Linked DNA regions of Mus musculus: all the other regions are linked to region 2. Evidence: chromatin contacts called from public Hi-C and promoter capture Hi-C data. All regions are on one chromosome and are shown on one strand. Each heading gives the region's core, a stretch centred on a gene start, on an enhancer-like site or on the middle of the called end of the contact. The rest is flanking DNA. Distances are from core to core; before and after follow the strand shown.

What was found. Promoter capture Hi-C pulls out the DNA fragments that hold promoters and counts their contacts. Hi-C and Micro-C count contacts between places; a contact is called where the count stands out from the background.
Region 1: a contact with region 2 is called in a Hi-C map of muscle stem cells, with 8 times the contacts expected there. The contact joins the promoter of Zkscan3 here to the promoter of Yae1d1 in region 2. A contact is called at or near these places in 2 of 484 Hi-C or Micro-C datasets (CD4 T cells and muscle stem cells).
Region 3: a contact with region 2 is called in a promoter capture Hi-C map of pre-B cells, with 4 times the contacts expected there. The contact joins the promoter of Pgbd1 here to the promoter of Yae1d1 in region 2. A contact is called at or near these places in 2 of 39 promoter capture datasets (cranial neural crest and pre-B cells).

The regions. Positions count from the first base shown.
Region 1 is chr13:21,401,062-21,404,294 of GRCm38.p6, reverse strand. Zkscan3 (zinc finger with KRAB and SCAN domains 3) reads left to right here and starts at 1,540. Exons shown (of 6, transcript NM_001145778.2): 1 at 1,540-1,623.
Region 2 is chr13:17,991,593-17,994,897 of GRCm38.p6, reverse strand. Yae1d1 (Yae1 domain containing 1) reads left to right here and starts at 1,547. Exons shown (of 3, transcript NM_025904.3): 1 at 1,547-1,717; 2 at 3,149-3,270. The coding sequence starts at 1,592.
Region 3 is chr13:21,439,668-21,442,921 of GRCm38.p6, reverse strand. Pgbd1 (piggyBac transposable element derived 1) reads left to right here and starts at 1,869. Exons shown (of 5, transcript NM_001162920.1): 1 at 1,869-2,162. Zscan26 (zinc finger and SCAN domain containing 26) reads left to right here. Exons shown (of 6, transcript NM_001347491.1): 6 at 1-742. 4930470G03Rik (RIKEN cDNA 4930470G03 gene) reads right to left here and starts at 2,451. Exons shown (of 4, transcript NR_151504.1): 1 at 1,421-2,451; 2 at 1,141-1,286.

The DNA.
Region 1 (3,233 bases), core at 291-2,790, 3.4 Mb before region 2:
GTTTCTGTTGAGGTCTCTTTTATATTTTCTTGCTACTGTAATGATTATCTTTTAAGGTGATGTTTTCTTATTTGTGTTTGTTATAAAAATGTAACTATCAATATCAATTTTGAAATTTTAGTAGCTTTGCTAAATTTGCTAATTATAAGTTGAAGATTAAATTATCTTGGCTTTTTCTATAAAGGGCATTCAGAATGGTCCTGAAAACTGTTATATGTTGCCGGGCGTGGTGGCGCATGACTTTAATCCCAGCACTCTGGAAGCAGAGGCAGGCAGATTTCTGAGTTTGAGGCCAGCCTGGTGTACAGAGTGAGTTCCAGGACATCCAGAGCTACACAGAGAAACCCTGTCTCGGAAAACAAAAACAAAAACAAAAACAAAAATACTGTTATATATTTATAATTAATAGTTTAATTTCCTCTCACTTTTATTTTCCCTTTTCATGCAGTTTCTAAACAAACATTTTCTTATGCATTTCCCTAGGGCTTCTTTATGACGATAGAGAACATATAATTTTCCTTTTTCTTGACATCACAGAGATTTCAGGAAGGCTATATAGGAGCTCATTCTTTTGCTATCTTCCCTTAGTTGTCCTTGGAAAAAACAAATTTTGAAAGTCTCTTGGTGCTAGAGTCATCTTTCCTGGATAATGTAGCTACCACCTGTGATCCAAGATGCTTTTCTTTATAAAGAATAGAGACCATCACTAAAAACCCAATTGGATACAGAACAAAGACTGACAGATCATGGTGGTCCCAACCCCAACAGATACATCCACATCATGTCTCCTGCATCTATGGCTCAGAGGACATGGAGGAAGAGGAGGCAAAAAAAAAATTGTAAGAAATCTAGGATGTCAGCTGTGAAACAGCCTCCAAGAAATGGCTGCATACACAAGACTGAAACAATTGCAGTATCAATAGACAATATCAATATCAATGGAAGGGGGTAAAATTTCACAGGGTGCCACCCCAAACCAAAGAACTACTGGCAACTATTGACTGCTGGGAAATGGAGAATTAGTCTCTCCCTAAGATGAGCCCTCTTATTAGCTGTCCAATGCAGTCTTGAAACCTTGAAATCATATGCACACAAATAACATATAAAAACAAAAACTTAGCCAGTGGAATATGTACATATATAGATACAGATATCTCTATATCTGTATAGATATAGATATATACTTGTTCATGCACATACATATATACAACATATATACATATACACAAACACACATGAATGTAGCAATAACAAAGAAAAGAGGCTATCAGCTTGAGAGTGAGAGGGTAGGAGAAAAGACTAGGGGGAGGAAGGAAAGTGATGTAATTCTACTTCAGTTAAAATTTTTTTCTTTTTAAAAGTCTTTTTACGAGGCAACCAAGAGGACGGAAAAAACTGGAGGAAGTAAAGGGAGGAGAGAAAATGTTGCATTGCTACTTCAGCTAAAAGAATTTCTTTTTAAAAGTCTTTTTACGAAGCAACCACTAAGAGGAGGGAGAAGGGGGGGATCATAGAGTGTCGCTGGTGCCTAGAGAAGCCGGAAGTGCTCTGTGCCCCGCCCCCCGGGGTCGGACTTTCGACACTTTTGTGACTGCGGGGTGCTACGAGGTGCTGCGTTCGCGGGTGGGTTTGGGTCCCGTCCTGTTACCGTCCTCCCGCAGGGGTCGGCTGCTTGTGGGGGTTGGGGGTGGGACAAAACATCTTCCTCCGCGGCCTAGTGGCGCCGAGAAGATAAACTCGGTGGCCACTTGGGCCGAGCGCCCGACAGGGCCTCGGGCGCCTCGCCTCAGGCCGGTTCCGGGTGTCTGGTCAGTCTCAGGGCGTTTGGCGATGGGATTCTCGGGTCTTGTACTTAAGCTTTGAAAATGGGAGACGTCACAGTTTTGCTTTTCCTGGAGACAAGGTCAGTTCCAAGGTCTTTATTCTGGGGTACTGGAAGAGAGCCAGAACTTTGGAATCGGGTTGCTTGGTCGAATCTGGCCTCAGCTCCTTTGTGACTTCTCCCCCCAGTCCCTTAACCTTTCTGTGTTTTGCTATTTTAGGGGATAATGATGTCGCCTAACTTACTGGATTGTTGTGAGGAATAAATGGCTTCATTTGTGCAAAGGTGCTTAAAATAGTACCAGGCACGGGGTAATCTGCACAGTGTAAAGATAGCTGTTATTATTCCTGTTGCTTTTCCTAACTAGGACAGCACTTTCTCTTCATCGATCAGCCTTGGTACTGGCTGTTGTCTTTTGAATGTTAGTACTATTTATCAGTTCTCTTTATAATGAATGATTTCTGTATTTTAGGAGGGAAAATAGAACATTCTGGAAAAGAGCCTATCCCACAGCAAAGAGTAAAAGTGGTTTGTGTAGTGTCTTGTAATGGTCAGGCTCACAGAGGTTTAAAATCCTGGGGATGCCTTTTTTTTTTTTTTTTTTTTTTTTTGGTGGGAGGAGGAGCTTGAGAAACAGGAGGAGCGTCTAACCGCGAAGGATTAGGACCCTGTTGTAAGCAGACATTGCTGCCGACCTGCCAGCTTTCTGACCCTCAGCGAGATTCCTCTCCAGTGTGAGAACCACACGGACGGCTGATAGTTAGAAGTGATGATAGGTAGATTGGCGATAGATTAGAGATAAGTCGATCTGATCCTGAGTTCCCACTAACACCCTTTGTTCTTTTTGCAGGTTTTTAAAGCTAATATTGACCATACACAGTTTGCCATGGTCATTGAGTTGATGCCTCTTGTGGTCTTTGAAAGTCCTTTCATCTTCCTTCTTTTTCTTAAGGAATTGGATCTTTAACCTCCTGAGGGTATACAGGGATCCCTGAAGCATTCTTTTCTCTATTTGTAACTTAACAAAAAACAAAAACAAAAACAAAACCCTTGTCTTTGGTTTACTTATTTGGCAAACGCCTGTGTTGGTAAACAGTCTTCTGATCCTGTACCTTTGTACTCTGCCCAGCTGGTGAGACTCCAGATAGGCAAGCTGACAAAACGTGAGTGTGTGAAGCCGTTATTAAGAATGTATCAGTGTTCATTTTTCTAGCCTCAGCTCTACTCTTCTTCCTTGATCCCAACAAAATGCTTTGGCCTGTACTCAGGAAAGAAAGAAGATAAGGTTTTGTTTACTATTTAAAATGACATTAGTAAAGATTTGAATGTGAATCAGAGAGAAACTCCATCTCACCTGCAGTAGTAGGCCCACCATTCAGCCATAAATCTTATAGTCCTCTTCAGTCATGCT
Region 2 (3,305 bases), core at 298-2,797:
TATATATTCATTGAAAGGTGTGGAGATGTCTCTCAGTTGGTGCAATGAATGCTGGAATCCTGTATCCAATCCCCAACACCACACAAACTGGGCATGCTGATGTACATCTGTAATCCTAGCACTCAGGAGTTAGACACAGAATAATCAGAAGTTCAAAATTATTCACACCCTCCTACATTTTTTTCGCTCTTTTTAATAAGAGGCAGGACAAGATTATCTGTTTTCTAATATTTATTTTTACTTATATGTGTATGTATTTGTATGCATGTATGCCATGTGTGCACAAGCACTTTTGGAGGCCAGAAGAGGGCTTGAGACTCCCTGGAGCTGGTGTCACAGGTGGTTGTGAGCCATCACCCAATTGTATGTAGATGCCCAGAACCAAGTTAACATCCCCCAGAAGAGCAGCAAGTGTTTGTAATTGCTGAGCCATCTCTTCAGACCCTGTCCTTTAGGGTTTATCATGCAAGGGTTGAGTTGGATTTTTTTTATTGCATTTGTTTTCATATGGTGTGTGTGTGTGTGTGTGTGTGTGTGTGTAGGTCAGAGGACAATTTGTAGGAGTTTAATCTCTCCTTCCATCACGTGGGTCCTGGTGATTGACACCGTTCCTGGGACTTTACCCACTGAGCCAACTCACAGAAGTTTTCTATCTTACTCATTTCAATCACTATTTCTATGGCTTCCTATACTGCCATTTTGCTTCTAATTAAGATCTCTATATACATACACCTTATCACATTTTATATTTGGTTTTATACATACATTTATAGGATACAAAATTCTCTCTGAAGATAAAAAGTAATAACTTTGTGTAGGGGATAACTTATTGACAGAGCATATATTCCTTATTGGCAAAACTTTTGCCTTCAGGACAAAAATGTAAAATAAACTAAAACAGTAACCTGTTTCCTCTTCCCTCACAATGATTACTTTTTTCATATCACTTACAGTCTTCAAACTATGAGTTACTTATAAGTATTGTTGGCTAACTGGCCGTTTCTACACTAATAGGAAGTCCATTGGGACTGAGAACTTTTATTCCTATAGTGCGCTGTCCCAAAATGATGAGTGATGCGAAATAGGTATTCAAAACAAATTGTCAGAAAAATTCAGTTATCACATGACAAAACAAGAACGCTACTGATGTGCAGTTCTTCAACATGAACTCCCAGCCAGAAGTTGCTAAATGCTTGAGCCACATTCCTTAACTCTCCTAGTCAAAGGCTAAGAGGGAAATTGCCAATGGACGCTGGTTTTACAAAAGTGTTCCCATTACTTAATCTCAAACCGATCCTAGAATCAGCTTTCACATTCTAAAGTTCTTGGCTGCACGTGGGCGTCCAATGCCTTCAGCACTTGCAGAAACTGAATCTCAGCCCTTGAATGGTGGGACTTAGCTTGCAGCACCCAGCTAGCCCCACGCTGCCCATCCCAGAGGCGTAGGAAGAGACCCAACCCTTAGCCTCCAAGCCGCAAGGGGAGCCGCACACGCCCCTCCGTCCCACGCCTTGTCCTTTCGTCCCGCCCCCCGAACCGGAAGCACTTGCCCGGGTTTCCGGCGGCTCCGGGACTCGTGGTGTTCCGGGCGATGTCTTGGTTTCGAGCGGCTCCGGAGAACGCGAGCCCTGGAGACCAGGACGTGTTTGACGAGGAAGCGGACGAGTCTCTGTTAGCGCAGCGGGAATGGCAGGGTCACATGCGGAAACGAGTCCAAGTAAATGGACGGGACGCGGGAGAAAGGGACTCCCAGGCGGGACCCGGGGGCTCCCTGGCAGGGGCACGCACGCAGAAGCCTGGGCGGAGGAGCGCGGGTCTCCGAGCCAGCGCGCTCCAGTGTTGCCGGGTCTTAAGAATCCTGGTTGTTTCTTGGTGCTCTTTCGGAGCCCCACCGGGTTTGGAGCAGGGACATTGACCCTACTCTACAACGTGAACTTTATTCAGTCCCTCAAGAGTGTGCAGTTTGGGGTCGGGGGAGCAGAGGAGGAGAAATGCACACCCACTAGGCTGATGGCCCGCAGAGAACGCAGTCACAGAGAGTCCAAAGTTAGGCGTGATGTTATCAAGGCTTGGAGAAGGGTGAACTGAGAATGTTGTCAAGGGAAGGTAAGGGGGAGGTAGAGAAGGGAATACTGTTCCAGCTTTACTTTAAATGCGTTATTCAATCCGGACCTGTCTTGCCATTCATTGAAACTTGCTTAGTACTATTTGGGTAGAATCGGCGCTTTTTCTGGGTGAGAACTACTTGCTAAGATCTGTCTCCACATGGGGGTGGATTCCAGAGTATAAAGACCTGCGTTCGATCCCTGGAACGTACTTTGTGGAAGGACAGAATGGGTTTCTGGAAGTTATTTTCTGACCTTCACGCTCAAGGAAGTAAATAAATGCCTCCCTCAAGAAAAATAAGTAAATATATGTTACTTAACTGTTTAAAAGATAAGAACTGCATCCACCCAATATACTAGCCATTAAATTACCCTCTTAAAGCTGCAGTTATGTCAACCCTAATTTAATGTTCCAGTAAGTTCATATTTGTTGAGCCCAGCAACCATCATATCATTACAAAAATACCATAGGAATCCAGGGCTAAACTAATAATAATAATAAGACAAATCTCTATGCCACAGTTTAGATTAGATTTCTAAAATCAGACTTCCTCTTCACTGTTCCTAAAATAGTTCCCTCTTCCCAGGCCTTGCCAGCCTCCTTATCTATCCTATTCTAGTCCGTTACCAAGAGACCAGACATGTAGTTTCCCATTTCTGTGAAGACCTTGCTAACACAGTTTTTAAAAAAAACATAACAACTGATATTTAATGTTTGCACAGTAACCCTAGATTTCCAAAGTGACTTCCCCGTGTGGCATCGAGGCATCTGCCTGTCATCGATTAGGAGAGTGAGGAAGGTAGGATAAGGAGCTCCAGGCCAGCCTGGAAAACATTTTAAAAAAATAAGACAGATCTGACAAGGAAAGATGAACCAATAATAAGATTTTAGGAGAAACATTCTGCTTTGGATTTATGTCTCTGCCATATCATAATTCAGTTAATATAGTACAAACCTAAATTTGTCTTCAAAATTGGTTCAGTGCTTTTCCTGAGAAGACTCACTTGGTGTCAGTTACAACTGGGTTTTTTCTTCTTTTTAGGAGGGTTACAGAGATGGGCTAGATGCCGGCAAAGCACTTACTCTTCAACGGGGCTTCAATCAAGGGTACAAAGAGGGTGCAGACGTCATTATAAACTATGGACTCCTTAGAGGAACACTGAGGTAATTTTAAAATTTTAAATGATGAATCATTTAGC
Region 3 (3,254 bases), core at 620-3,119, 3.4 Mb before region 2:
ACAAAATAAGGCCCTCTTCCTTTGTTAAGATTTGACCTAAGATACACTCTAAGCAAAATTGGGGAGAGCTGCACAAAGGGACTGGCTGAACTGAGAAGAACCTCTCTTGGACCTTTTGCCCACACTTTGCATGTGATAGTTGCAACTTCAGCAGTCATATGGCCTTAAAAACTGATGGCATGGACCAAGGTTAGGTCCTCAACACCACCCAAAATAACAGTGTTAGCGTGTGATCAGTCTCCTTCATGTTTAACTCCGATCCACACCAAACGTGCATGTAACAGGCATTGTAACCCTTGTAATTCCTAAGCCTCAGAAGAAACACAGTCTTAGAACATGCTTTACATCTCTACTGTGGAACATCCTTTTATGCATCACTGTTTGTGTGAAAGTGATGTTCCTTTTCTGGCCTTTCTCTTAGCTTCTCCTTTTACTTCCAAACAGCATGGCCCTTAAAAATTAGAGAACTATCAAAATTTTAAATGCACATTATTCTTCGTCAGTTTGTGTGTGTAATATTTACTCAACAAATATATTTAAAGCAACATAAAAACATAATTATTGATAGTGTAAAGAGAATACTTTTCTATGGAAATAATGATATTGACAGTATTGTAAACAGTCTGTAAAGTGTTAATAAAGTTTCAAAGTAATTTTTGAATAAAATTAAAGCTATAAAAAGAAAGTAAAGATTTTTAAATGGTGTTTCCTACAGCATTACTTAATAAAGAATATAACTAAACCTGCATTATTGAGGATAGTTAAGTAAATTATTGTACCCTATACAACGGAATATTGTTGGGATGTTTATGCTTATGGGTCTGGGAGAGGCTCGGTTGGTAAAATGCCTATGACAGTGGTAGGGATGGTAGTATAGAGCTATAATCCCCCTGGGGGTGGGGGATCCCCAGAGCTTGCTGGCAGCCAATGTAGCTGCATCAGTGAGCCCCAAGATTCAGTAAGAGACCTTGTCTAAAAAATAAAGTTGAAGAGTTATAGAGAAAAGCCTCAGGAATCGACCTCTGGCCTCCATACCCACATGCACATGTGGATGTTCATAAACACTCAAAACAACAATATTTTTCAGCTGCTATAGAAAAAGGATTGCTGTCTTAGCCAAATAATAAAGTGCAAACTTACATTTTGATTTCCGTAAGTGCTTCAAAAGCTATTATTCTCGATGAACAAAACGTTCCCAAATGTCCTGAGAATTTATAAGACATCTCTAGGAAGGTTGTGGTGGTAGATCCGCCAGTAAGTGCTTGCCAACACACCTGAGTTCAATCCTTGAGACCCACAAAGCAAGAGAGCTCCAAGTTGTCATATGATCTCCCAGTCGAATACACAGGAAGTAAATATGGTTAACTTTTGAATTCAAGCTACCTGGGATTTTGCACGCATATAAAATCTGTATACTCACCTTAGGGCTTTGTTGGGTATTTACCCAACTGACTGTCCGCACAAGACCCTGTAAAGGCCAACTCAGCTTTGTCTTTATGGAAGACAGTCTAGGAAAATTTTTCTTTTGTGGTGCTGGGGACCGAACCCAGTAAGTATGTCAAGCAAGAGCGCTCCCTCAGGTACATCCTACAGGGTTTTTTGGTTTTTTTTTTTTTTTTTTTTGTTGTTGTTGTTGTTGAAATGATTTACGGAAATGAGCGCGTGTTTGGTTTCTTCGAAACTACCAGGAGAGGTGCGGGTCAGGAAAACCACGACCTGGCTCCACCGGTGCACCAGAGATTGTCACCAGGCTTCTAAGGAGCACAACGCTTGCCGGAAGTTGCCAGTGAGTCTCCAGCTCCAACTACAGGAAGTGCCCCCTCGGTGCCCAGCTCCGTCTGCAGGAAGTGCCCCCTGTCCTTCATCCCTTTGGACTCCTTCCCGCCGACCTTCATCGTCGCGGGCTCGGAGACTAACAGCAAGAACCGCCAGGCTGTGGCGCTCTGGCCTCTTGGCTCTGGTCGCAGGCTTTTTTCATGAGCTTCGGCACATCCTCACGTCCTCGTAGCACACGTTCCCTAAACTTTTAAGCAGCAAATAGACACCCTTAGCTGCTGGGCGCTGGCGTATATAATTTTAGCGTAGATCTGGGCAGGTTAGAGCCCTGGCGAAGGCACTACAGGTACATCTATTACGTTCGTCCGGTCTTTGTTGGGTATCAGGTACGTGCTGCGATTCTAGTTTATGTAGAGGTCTGCCAGGAGCAGGGGTGGCTGTGCAGTGATCTGCAATAGAAGCTGGAGAACGGAGTACGTGCACCCAGAGGTGCACACCCGGTTGCCACCTGTGTGGCTCAGTTTTCCCATTCCTATTTTAGGTTCGAGGGTAGCCACGATAGATTATGCAGGTACAGAGCAGGTCTTGTGTCAGTAGGAATTTACATTGGAAGGATAGACCAATACAGAGCAGGAAAAAAAACTGTCACCCTGAATTCGAGGAACTGGGAAGTCCATGGTTTTTTTAGTAGGTAGGAACTAACTTCTTTTATTCTAGGATTAACTTTACTCATGGAAAATAATTAGGTGCTTAATATACTTGGTGGTAAACTAAACGGGAGACGCAGGTAAGATTGGATTCTGGGAGTTTGAAGTTAGCCCAAGGAGAAGTTTCTGATGGTTGCCATGGTTTTGTACGTGCGTGTGCGTGTGCGTGTGCGTGTGTGTGTGTGTGTGTAATGGCAGTCTGACCTCAAAGGACGCTAGAAGTTTGTCCTCACCAGCAAGCAAGCAAAGTTTCCTCTCTGAACACCGTTTGCAGCTCTCTAATTCGGTGCAGATGGATGGTTCCTATATGCTGTGTATACAAGACACAAGACTGGTTCCCACTTTCAACATCAGTTCTAAGTTCCACTTTATTTTACCTATGCTTCTGACCCACTGGCTGGAAATCAGGGTTTTTACTAACTGCTCCCAGAGCTCAGATCCCACAGAACTCAGGAAACATGCTTACTGACGTGTTACAAAGCGTATTGCAAAGGATTCAGGTGAAGCAGGGATAGATATCCCTGTGTTTACGAATAAGGGGTGTGGTACTTCTATGCCCTCTGTGGAGGCATCAGTCTCCAACTGTTTGGAAGCTCCACATCCTGCCTTTTGAATTTTGATGGAGACATTATTATATAGACCTAGTTAATTGAATAACTGTTCGGTGGTCATCCATTTAACTTACAGCTTATCCCATCCAAAGGAGTTTTATTTTGTTTTGTTTTGTTTGTTTTTAAAGCAACATGGCTCTAAGAACACCCACACTATTAT